Regions from separate parts of the Lactuca sativa genome. Here region 1 is linked to region 2. The links are chromatin contacts, called in public Hi-C maps. All regions are on one chromosome and are shown on one strand. The core of a region is the stretch at or near the end of the contact, and the rest is flanking DNA. Distances in the headings are between cores, read along the strand shown. Region 1 holds the start of LOC111912872 (ribulose-phosphate 3-epimerase, cytoplasmic isoform). Region 2 holds the start of LOC111912873 (F-box protein PP2-A13).

Region 1 (6,279 bases), core at 1,816-4,315, 250 kb before region 2:
GGGAAGTGAATCGGGAGCGAATTTTTTTTTTGTCTCTGATGTATTCCGACTATGAGAATGATGTCTTTTGTATTTATGAATGATTCTTACGATGAACAGACGGTTGAAATTGTTTCCGATTCCGAACACGAAAAACAACAACAACAACCAAAAGAAAGGGAAGGTAGATCCGAGAATATGGACACAAAATAAGAAGTTGAGTTAGCAAAGGAATGCGTCGACATATCCAAATATGGGGGACCCGGGAAAGGGTCAAAATCGTGATCAATTTTGGTTACGTATCACAAAACAGTTTTGTAAGGGAATGGGTCAAGATTCAAATTATCTGACCTCCGACCAATGTAACTCGAAATGGAATCTTATGAACAAACTCGTGACACATTGGAATGGAATTTACACAAACTTTGAAAAGGAACAGGCTAACGGAGAAATTGAAGCGAGTTTGTTGAAAAAAACGCATGCTACATTCCAAGATGATATGCTAAGCCTTTTAAGTTTATTCATGTGTTACAAGTTGTCAAAAGAAGCATTAGGTTGAGGGAACTTCAAACACATGAAGAAATTGCTAATCCACCCAAAAGAAGCCGAACATCTTCATATTCGAGCTCACAACAAGTGTCATCGGATGGTCACGTAGGCGTTAATCTTAATGATGATAACAACAACATCGAAGAAATATGCCCGCCTTCTCGACCAATGGGAAGGGACAAAACAAAAGCTCGAGCAAGAGGAAAAGGGAAAGCGACATCTTCAAATTCATCGGTCGGAACCGAGCGGTCAGCTAGATCGGAGGAAATGATGACACAAATGATACAATTGAATTCAACTTTGGAGAGACATATGACTGAAACCGTTCGACTCATAAAATATTCGTTGTTAATGCAAGATGTGAGACACCTCAACCCCGAAGATTAAGAGGTGGCTAAAGTGGTGAAGGAGTTGATTCACGAAAAATATAAGCCAAACAGCAAATGAAATTTCGATGTTATGTTTTTTTCTAGGTTGTTTTTTTTTTTTATCAAATTTAATTTTCATTTTTTTAATGTAATTTTTAATTTCATGTTAATTTTTTTTAAGATTTCTAAAATGTAACTTTTAATTTTATGCTATTTTTAATTTTTGTATGGTTTTTACAAAAGTTATTATTTTTTTTATTGAAATTAAAAAAAAAGTTCATAGGTAAACCATTTACCATACCCTAGTTCCTAAATAAAAATTGTTAAAATTGTAAAAATTGATATGATGCTTACATGATATATTTTTACCATTAATAAAAAAGACATTACACCCCTTAACCTAATTCCAAACACCTCCTAATTTTACCACCCCGTTTTCGAGTTCAATTTAACGTGAGAAAGGAAAGAAAATGGAAGGATCACTTTCCCTCCTAACTTTCCTTCCGATTTAAGAGGATTTAGAAAGAAATAATAAAATAATTTATTTTCTTTCTACTTCTCTCCGACTCGAAAACATAAAAGAAAATTTTGTTTTCCTTTTTTTTTTCTTTTATATTTTCTCACATGAAAACAAAAAAAATAGACAAAACTGCACAAATGGTCCCTGTGGTTAGCTCAAAATTGCCACTTTAGTCCAAAAAAGTTTGGACTAGCACCACAGGTCCAAACTTTTCATTTTGTTGCGAGTTTGGTCCAAAATTTTTGATACATTTTATAATGACGAATTTGCCCTTTATTATTTTATTTTACATTTTTCTTTTATTACTGTAATTAGAAAACATTTAAAAATAAAACAAAAAATAAAATACTCTCTCTCTCTCTCTCTCTCGTCAAACCAAAACAAGATTTGAGATATGTTTCTTCTTTAGACTTTTCTCCCTAAACACTCAAGGAAGGTAAAATAGAGGGAAGATCGAATAACAGAGAAATAAGAAAATGAAATTAGAAGACGGAATCAGATCGAGGTCATCGGTTCTCAGGTTCTTCATCTAAACATACACATGGTGATCTGAAGACGAAGCGACGGAGGAGAAAACCTTGAATCGAAATCCGCCTCTTTGCCTCGAGAGTCTTCAGTCACGAGCTCAGGTCTCCGATGTCCTCAGAAAAGAACGGATCTATGTCGGTGAAGTTTAAAAACTTTCTTCAGATCTATCGATCTGAAAACCCCCTTCCTCTTCATATCTGAAAACCCATCCCACAGTGGTAGCTCGATTTTCAGGACAAAAACCCTAATATATATGGGAAGGGCGGCGGGGAGGAAGAGAAACTGAGAAAAATCCTAGCTTCGACTTTTACAATTTTGAAAGAAAAACGTATCGTCCTTTTTCAAGAGCTAAAGATGGTGGAAGCTCTGATGAAAGGGTTTCAACACCTTCAAATGACTCAGGCCATGTATTTGCTGCTAGATTTTTTTGTCTTGGTCATTCTAGATCCATATCAGCGTCGTGTTTGTCTTTCTAGATCCATATCAGTATAGATTTTTTTGAATTTTGATTTAAGAATGTTAAGCTTCTACAAATCTGTAAATAGTTCTTGTGTCTTTACAAATCTAGTTGATCTTGTGGTTTACAAGTCTGTAAATACTTCTTGTTCTTCAGATCTGAAAAAATAGAATGTTTTGTTCTTCATATTTGGAAAAATTATGTTTGAATTCATCAAATGGTGGTGATAGTTCATGAGGTTTTCGGAGAAGAAGAGAGTGAAGAAACATAAAGATGAAATGCAGATAGAATGGTGGTTGTGGCGGTGATTTCCGACAGGTGGTGGTGGCTTTAGGCAATTAACAGTGGTTTCCGGTGACATGGTGGAGAGAGAGAGAGACGGAGGAGTTAGTTGGTTTTTGTTTTTTATTTATTTCATCAAAAATTAATAGAATTAATAAAAAAACAAAAAAAGATAAAAAAGAATAAGGGCAAAATCGTCATTATAAAAATATTCATAGCAAATTGGACCAAACTCGCAACAAAATGAAAAGTTTGGACCTGTGGTGCCAGTCCAAACTTTTTTGGACCAAAATGACAATTTTAAGCTAACCACATACTATTTGTGCAGTTTTGTCAGAAAAAAATATGATTTTTCAAAGAAGTCACTTAAAAATCCCAAACACGCCCTTGCTTTTGCACCGGTTAGGGTTAGAAATTAAAATTTCAATTTGATTAGTCTGGTCCTCCACTTTGCAAGCTTCAATCGATCGGTGTACCTACTGCTGCGTATTTGCGACTACGGTACCTTCTGCTGCGTATTTACGAGGTCATCACTCAATCGAACCCTTACTGACTTGGGTGAGCTTGGGGTATGTACTTCTTATCCGTTTAAACCAAAAGTCTGATTACTGCAGCAGAGTTGCTATTCCTAGGGTTTTAATATGTTCAGTAACATCTTCTATTGTTTTTGGTCCAGCACAATTAAACGGACTTTAATATCTCCTCGGAACTTCGAAACATGCCTACTACAGCCGTGGAAGCGAAGATCGCGCCGTCGATGCTATCGTCGGACTTCGCCAATCTGGCTTCAGAGGCTGAGCGCATGGTCAGCTTCGGTGCCGATTGGCTTCACATGGACATAATGGTACCAAATTTCCTTTGATCCTTCAACATAGGAACACAGGTTTTGATTGAATTTGATCGTTGCTTTGGCTATTGAAGATAATAGATACTGTCGATTTTTACTTGTGGTACTATGTAATCCTTTTGTATCGATTTACTCCAGAACCTGATTTAGCAATTAAGTCATGATGAAATCATGAATGATTGACCTAGCTGAGATGATGTTTGTTCCTTTGTCCTCTCATCTCCTGACTCTCTTACGCATTGGCAACACACTAAGTCACTAACTCAGCACTCACACATCTTGTGTTTTATTTGTTTAATGGCATGTAAACAGAGATAGTACTCGAGCATGTTTATCTATTAATTGAGTTTGATCTATTGTATTTCCAGATTGTGTTTGTCTCCAATTTGATACTAGTTCTGTGTTTTCTGTATACCTGAGGCAAGGCAGTTGTTATTTATCATAGGCAGGATTTTAATTGTCATATAGAAACTTTGGTCCACTTCACTGTCTGCTTTGTTTTCATTTCTTGACCTGCATCTGCACTCTACATTGGATTTAGTCGTTTTGGTCCCAACAGGACCCTCTATACATTAGCCTTGTGATCTAAATTTCATTTCATGTTGTGACTGTAGTATATCATAATTTGCTTCTTTGGTTATTGTAGTTGTCTCTGATAGACTGTTGATGTTAATTTGCAGGATGGGTATGGCTTCAGAGTTGGCTAAAGATCTTCTGCTGTTTATCAGAAACTAGCAGATAGTTTGTTTCAGTCAGCTTTAATCTTGTAGTTTTATAAATGATGACTATTAAATAACACTCATGCCTTTGATTTTATTTCAGGCATTTTGTCCCAAATCTTACAATTGGTGCTCCAGTGATTGCGAGTTTAAGAAAGCACACAAAGTAAATGAAATCCTTTGTTTTTTCCACTATGCTCTTTTAACTTCATGGCTAATGCAATAAGGAGGTTTGTTGTGACGCAGGGCATATCTGGATTGCCACCTTATGGTAACAAATCCTCTTGATTATGTTGATCAATTAGGAAAGGCTGGTGCTTCTGGTTTCACATTTCATGTTGAGGTTTCTAAAGGTATGTTATTTGGATCACAATATTTGTAATTCAGATTGCTCATAGTTAGTTGTTGCACAGATAATTGGCAAGAAGTTGTTAAAGAAATCAAGTTGAAAGGCATGCGGCCTGGTGTGGCATTAAAACCAGGAACACCCATTGAGGATGTGTATCCCCTGGTATGTAACATGTTATGATAATTGATAATGTAAAAGAAAAGAAACCCTTGTTGATGATGGTTTGTTGATAGCTTGAAGGTGAAAATCCTGTTGAAATGGTTCTTGTCATGACTGTGGAACCTGGATTTGGTGGGCAGAAGTTCATTCCAGATATGATGAATAAGGTGTATTTATTTATGGGAAGTTTGCTGCCTAAAATTTCCATTTGATTTGACAAAATTTTGTTGTTGAATAGGTGCGCACATTGAGAGAAAAGTATCCGAAACTTGATATAGAGGTTAGTGTTTCAAACCTGTTATTGTATGCTTGATGTTTTTACATATCCATATGTGATATTTAAATATAAATAAAAATAAATATTTGTGGATGGCAGGTAGATGGAGGTTTAGGGCCTTCAACGATTGACGAGGCAGCTGCTGCAGGTGCAAACTGCATTGTTGCTGGGAGTTCAGTTTTTGGAGATCCAGAGCCGGCTCGAGTTATATCTCTACTCAGAACAAGTGTCAACAAGTGCTTGAAACCCAACTTTATATAGAGACTCAGCAACCACATCAAAACATGATCCGATCCGACTTTATATGAGTTGCTTAATTTGCTATGTTGATTCATTGTGCTATTATTGTACTCTATATGTATTATCTATTATGTAGAGTAGTTTTGTTTCTTATGAAATAATGAATGATATGCTGTTATTCACTTGTATTGCAATTACAAGTGCCTCTAATGAATCAGTTGCTAAAACTACACATTGCATTGCATTGCATTGTATTGTATTGGATTGAATTTCACCATTTTTGCATTTTTTATACTAGCCCGTCACACTTTGGTTGGTGATCGGTAAATTAACCAGAATTAAAGTGTTAAACTACTATTAACTAATAGTATCTTTTTAAATAAATAAATACATAAATATATGTTTCCTTTTTGATAAGGGTTAATTATATCTATACATTTAAATATAACAACGTTTTACAATTAGATTAGCCTCAAATCATCTCTGATATTAACATTAACCCCATGTTTGGCAAAAATAAACCAGCTTTTTGTTATTTAGCATTTGGTAAAATTAATAAAATTAGCTTATTCCGGTTTATAAAATAGCTTATAAGCTAACTTATTGATATCAATAAGTTAAGTTTATAAGCTAAAAACTTTTCAGCTAGTTTATCAATTTATCAAAATAAACTTTAAAGTGGTGACTCCCTTCTTCCTTCCTATAAAAAAAATAAAAATTCTCCCTTTACGTCATCGATGCTGATTGCAACTTCAACATCCGTCTTATCATTCAAGATTCAAGGTAGTGAAGCTTCAAATGTCTAAAATCATGCATATCAAATAATTAGTTATAAAAAGACCAACACACGTTCATAAGCAAATACACTCTTTCGATTTGCACTACCTTTTTTTTTTTTTTATTATCTAACTAGACGAATTCTCATGTGTTGTGTATGAATTCAATATTACAGTTAAATTAGTCGTGATTTAAAGTTTGAAGCAACAACATAGCCATGAATTTGGA
Region 2 (6,042 bases), core at 900-3,399:
CATTTTAAAAAAAAAAACAAAAACATGAAATAGTAGAAAATAATAATTTTTTAAAAATTTTCTTTTCAGATTTAAAATAAAAAGAAATATTAATTTTTTTAGGTAATTTTTTGAAACGGTCATAAATTATTTTTGTGAAAAATCATAAGAAAAATATATTTATATATATTTCATTAACTAAAAGGAAATATTAATTTTTTTAGGTAATTAAAATCATTATCCCTAGATTTTATGAAATCATTAATTAATATTCATATAAAGTTACTAATATACCCTTATAAAATGATTGGTCTAGAATTATTCTCGCGTTCTTAACCTTTTAGGTATTCTCATTTGATAATCTCCATATATATATATATATATATATATATATATATATATATATATATATATATATATATGTGTGTGTGTGTGTGTGTGTGTGTGTGTGTGAAATTCTGTAGTGTGACACACTAAAAACCCGTGCAAATGTTCTTTGTATAAAAAATGTCAGTATACAATGATGATAAAGTAGAGTGTGTGTCTGAATAAAGGTTTTGAAAACGCAAAACATCTGCAAGTAAAGAAGGGCGAGGATCAGCAAGTAAAAAACATGATTAAATACAGAAAAGAGAGACAAATAGAAGTAAGTCGAGAATAGAAACTAACTAGGTGAAATGGTCAACAATATATAGGGTGTCTTCGACAAAACTAACTAGTAGCGGATAGCTTGTAGCTAATAGCGTTTTGTTAAATGTTACATAAAGTAGCTTTTGGATTTTGAACGTTTTGTTTAAACTAAGGTGTTGTTTGTTTTTCTATAAAAATCTCTTCAAACCACTTATTGTTGCGCGGCGCAGCACACGCGCAACACTTTCCCTCTCGCAGCAGTTTGTTTTTTGAAAGACTTCAGTCTACAAAACCTCTGCGCGTGTGCTGCATGGCACAACACTTGACTTGCCTCTTCTAACCTCTTCAGCTTTCATTTTTTCTAAATGTTTTTTTTAAGATTTTTTGTATAACTTTTTTATTATTATTATTTTTTTAAACTTTGATTTTCTTAAATTTTTATTTACAGATGTGATACAATTTATTTTTATAATTTCCACGATTTTTTTAATTTTTTTTTACCGTTTTATTAATAATATTTTCAATTTCAGTTATATCTTTTTTAATGTGTGTAATTTTTTACAAACTTTGTAGACAACGTTTGCAATACTTTCTTAATTTTTTTATTATTTTCTTTTTTAATGTTTTTTAAAATTAGTTTTTTTTTTCTAGAATAAAACTATTAGCTTCTTTTACATTTTTTTAAGTTTTTATTTTTAAAAAAAGTTTTATATTTTTGTTTTTTTACATGTTCTTGTTATTATTATTTCAATGTTTAAGACTAGAATTATTAAGTTTCAGTGTTGAGAACTATTTTCAGTTTATAAAATTAGTTTATTTAAATTTTAGTTTACTGCAGCAGTCTGCAGATGTTAAAAAACAAACATGTTTTTTATTATAGGCTGTAGTCGTTTGTTCCACCTCTTCTGCTACAGAGGATTGCAGAGGTGGTCTGCAGACTTCATGAATTTCCACTTCGAAAAAACAAATAGCACCTAAATGTTAAAAGCTTATGGTGTCAAACGATATTTTTTGTTTAAAACAAAATGTTTTGTTAGACTCTAAAAGTTAGAAGCTCACAAAAACTCTATGCCGAACACGGATATAAAAATAGAAGTCATGCCCCAGACATGTAAATAATAGAGAGTGACAAAGATCAACACGAAAATCATGAATAAATACAAAAAAAAAATACCGAAACAAATACAATTAACCAAAGAATAGGTACAAGATGGGTAAACACATTGCCGACATCACATAAAAAAACAGTATTTCAACTTCTTACAAAGTACAATATGTATCGAATGAATTTTGGTATTTTTATCATATTGACAAAATGACTAGATAAAATCAAAAAGTTCTATTAAAAAATTGACACCTTTTAAAACGCAAGATAATCAATTATAAAAATAATAGTAATAAACTTTTAGGACTCAAAATTTGGCGCGTGTAATTCACGAAGTTTCTCCTGTAATTAAATTGCGAGCGGTTCTAAAATAGCCGAATGTCCACGTCATCGTTCCAACATATGTGAGCGGATAAAGCCGCGTTGCTTCTCATTTTACACAAACCAATTCCGCGAATTCTTCTCCAAAACCCACCGGTACAACCGCCGTTAACCACCGTCAACCACCATATCTACTTCTTTCCCATGGGTGCTAATTCATCACTACTAAGTCCCGACAGTTCAGATGGGTCTAACCATCCATCAAAGCTCAAGCTCGGCGACATCCCGGAATCCTGTGTTGCTCTGGTCTTATCATACTTAGATCCGCCGGAGATTTGCAAATTGGCGAGACTCAATCGAGCATTCAGAGCTGCTTCCTCTGCCGATTTCATCTGGGACGCTAAATTGCCCTCCAATTATCATCATCTGGTCGACGACTACCTAATTAAAAACCCTACCAAATTGGGGAAAAACGAAACTTATGCTCGCTTATCCCGACCGGTTCCTTTCGACAGCGGAAACAAGGTTCGATTTCTCTGATCCTTTTTCACTTGTACAAAATTCAACTCTAGACTAGTCAAAATCCGTCGCGATTTCGACGCCATAACTTCGAGTTGTTGGTTTTTGAATTAGTTTTGTTGAGTGGATGTTCATGGAAAAGTCAACCTTGTAATTGTTTCTAATTTAGGGGTTTTCGTTACAGGAATTCTGGTTGGACAAAAGAACAGGAGGCCTATGTTTGTCGATTTCTTCCAAGGCATTGGCCATCACCGGAATTGATGACCGGAGATACTGGAATTATATTCCCACAGATGAATCAAGGTAAATTTGATTGTGATTGGTGTGAATTTTTTGTGTTTTGGTATCTTCCATTAACGACTTATACCTTCCATATACCAGATTTCACACGATTGCATACCTGCAACAAATTTGGTGGCTAGAGGTAGAAGGAGACATGGAGTTCCAGTTTCCGGCAGGGACATATTCGTTGTTGTTCAAACTCCGACTCGGGAGGTTCACGAAAAAACCGGGCCGTAGGGTGGCTACCCACGGCGGCCATGAGAGCGTCCATGGGTGGGACATAAAACCGGTTCAGTTCCAGCTCACAACCCCCGATGGTCAACAGGCCATTTCCAAACGTTTCTTGGAAAACACCGGGAATTGGGAGTACCACCACGTCGGAGATTTTGTTGTTGATGATCCAAATACGCCCACAAAGATAAAGTTTTCATTGACTCAAATCGATTGCACACACACAAAAGGTGGTTTATCCATTGATTCGGTTCTCATATGCCCTAGTGACTTGGTTAAAAGTTTTAGAGCTATATTATAGCCACAATGCTCCCCTCCCTTTTTCTATTATGAATCGGCCGAGACACAGACACTGTATAAATAAATCAGACATAAGAGTCCAGTACCTACAAAATGGCCAATTCACATTGGAATTGAAATTCTTGTTAGACAATGATTGTAATGTCTTAATGGTCGGTTTTGAACACATTTTTGGTGATTTTTAGAGCTTAGGGAGAAATTGTTATTAGTTTGTTTTTTTAGAGTTAAATTGGGTAGAACGATTGTAAATGTGTCACAATAGTGTCAATTTGATGTTGTAAACATTGTATAGTTCTTGTCGACTATTTTTGTAATCAGAAAAGACAGTGAGGTGATACGTGTTCTTTTTCTTTTGTCGGAATCATCCTATATTTAATTCCTCCACAATGATCGATCGTATATAAATTCTCTTCTTTGAAAAGACCTTACAAGACAAAAATTTATTGTTTATATCATAATCGACTTTTAAAGTTAGGTAACAACGGAATTACGTTTTGACCATAATAGTAACGAATTTAACTGGTTTAGGCAATGTGCAATATTTTGGCGTTTGGTTTTTGGTTGAGTGTGACTTGTCAACTATGTATACTGAATTGAACATTTTATTTGGAAATACATACAAAGATTTAATTTTTCTGTCAAACATTCTCCTAAAATAACCATCATTTTTAACCAAACTAAAACTCGAATCCAAATTAATTAAATCGTTAATTTAGTACTTAGAATCATCAAACCAATACTGAATAGAAATCAAGAACCCCAAACCAAGAGACAAGAGGAATTTACGGAATTTACGTATACATTGATCATCCAAAAAACCTACATGGATCATTCAAACAACCCAACTCGTTGAGCCCAATCCTGGGTTTCATGTTAGTAAATGCGCATGGTTGAAAAAAATGTCAAACATTAATGTAATGTAAAATCCCAATGATTAGTTTGTAATCTTTGACAAATCACAATGATTAGTTTATGATCTTTTGACAAATAAAACTCAGATCTTCTAGTATTTTGAGATCAAAACAACCAGATTTTCATAAGTTAATAAAGAATCATCGCTACACATTATATTTATTTTTAAATTAATCAGATTGTAAGAACTAATTATCTAACTATATATGTCAAACAACATGAAAATCACCTTGCACACACCTAACACCCTATTAATCTACACACAGTGCTAAACGTTGTTGTGTCTATTTTAACATATGGAAGTTGTTTATTTGTAAACTTAGATTTTACACAATTCTCTCATTTATCAAAATCTTTGTTGTCATATTTTAAGATTCGTTTTCTTTGCATTTCTAGATTATTTTCACATTTGTGTGTGATAAACATGCATGCCGTAAAAAAATTAAACAAACAGAAAAACCATAAAATGTTATTACATTTGAATTTCCAACCATTAACATTATTACTATCAAAAGTAAACGCTAGGCTACAAACATCCTTCATTACACCCGACCTATCATCATCACAGACATACCCCCACAATTGTTCGTCTTCTCAACATAAATAATGCCTCTAGTGATATCGATCCTCCCAAACTCCATCTTGAAAACTATTTTATCAAACTTGTCCATAAAACACAAACTCGTTGATATAACTAGAACATGAAGAACATCTCAAAGGGTAACCCCTGGACCACGCCTAAACTATTTCAGGTTCATGTCACTTCTTACAAGTACTTCAGCTCGGTGGTCGGCCACACAAACCACAACTGTCTCTCTGGTGATGCAATATGATAAGTGCGGGAAGGGCCGACCCAAGGGATGTTCAGAAGGTGCCCATGAACAAGGCCCACTGAAATCTAGGCCCAAAAATTTTACCAGATTGTATATTAGCATGGATTTTTTTGGGCTCAAATGCTCAAATAGGTTAGCGAGAAAGGAAACGATACATAGACAAACGCATGTCCTTAAGAGAGAAGTATGAATCATATTTCTTCTGGGAAAAAGAGATGACGTTTTGGTTCCTTCATCCTTGTTGTGAAGAAATCTTAATTGGTGCTCGACCAATTAACAATTGTTGATTGCTATTGGAAGTCACCAAGTCAGCAACGATTTTATTGATCTTTTCTTCTGTGCTTATATCTTGAACCCAAAAAACTTATTCAAAAGAAATCCATCAATACTCATTCAACCGATTCATGCTTTTTTCTCCCTACTTCTTTTTTCATAGATCACAAGAAAATCACTCAATAATCATAACTCATTCAACATTCACCTACAACAATATTCTTTTTGATGGGTTTTATAGGTTATAATTAAAAAATGTGGCGTAAAAATTTAACCCTCAAGTTCACATACAACCTATTTGGATCTAAGTTTTCTCTATTGATATCAATAACCTCTAAACATCAAGAACCCTAAGGGAACTCTATAATAATTGAAATTTAGGGTTTACATACCTCTTGATTATTGTAGCAAATAATCACACTAATATCCTTCTTGAAAACCTTGGAAAGCAAGCACCAGAAATCTCGTGCCTCTGATGGCTCACACCCAAAAACACTAAAAACCTTGGAATGAAGAGGAGAGAGAGGATGTAACGCCCCGATTCTCAGGTATTGTTTAAATAAGATTTATTGGGTTAAGCCCTACTCGACGAGTTGGTTGACCTACTCGTCGAGTAGCAGCGGGGTGGGATCGCGTGTTTAGTGACCTACTCGACGA

Evidence for each region. A called contact is a pair of places that touch in the nucleus more often than the background predicts.
Region 1: a Hi-C map of seed shows a contact between it and region 2, with 8 times the contacts expected there. The contact joins the promoter of LOC111912872 here to the promoter of LOC111912873 in region 2. A contact is called at or near these places in 4 of 4 Hi-C or Micro-C datasets (bud, leaf and seed).

The regions. Positions count from the first base shown.
Region 1 is chr7:6,945,344-6,951,622 of Lsat_Salinas_v11, reverse strand. LOC111912872 (ribulose-phosphate 3-epimerase, cytoplasmic isoform) reads left to right here and starts at 3,065. Exons shown (of 9, transcript XM_023908605.3): 1 at 3,065-3,252; 2 at 3,360-3,527; 3 at 4,211-4,215; 4 at 4,353-4,415; 5 at 4,496-4,602; 6 at 4,663-4,760; 7 at 4,832-4,924; 8 at 4,996-5,037; 9 at 5,134-5,506. The coding sequence starts at 3,402. The coding sequence ends at 5,295.
Region 2 is chr7:6,699,468-6,705,509 of Lsat_Salinas_v11, reverse strand. LOC111912873 (F-box protein PP2-A13) reads left to right here and starts at 2,149. Exons shown (of 3, transcript XM_023908607.3): 1 at 2,149-2,560; 2 at 2,739-2,857; 3 at 2,936-3,717. The coding sequence starts at 2,240. The coding sequence ends at 3,368.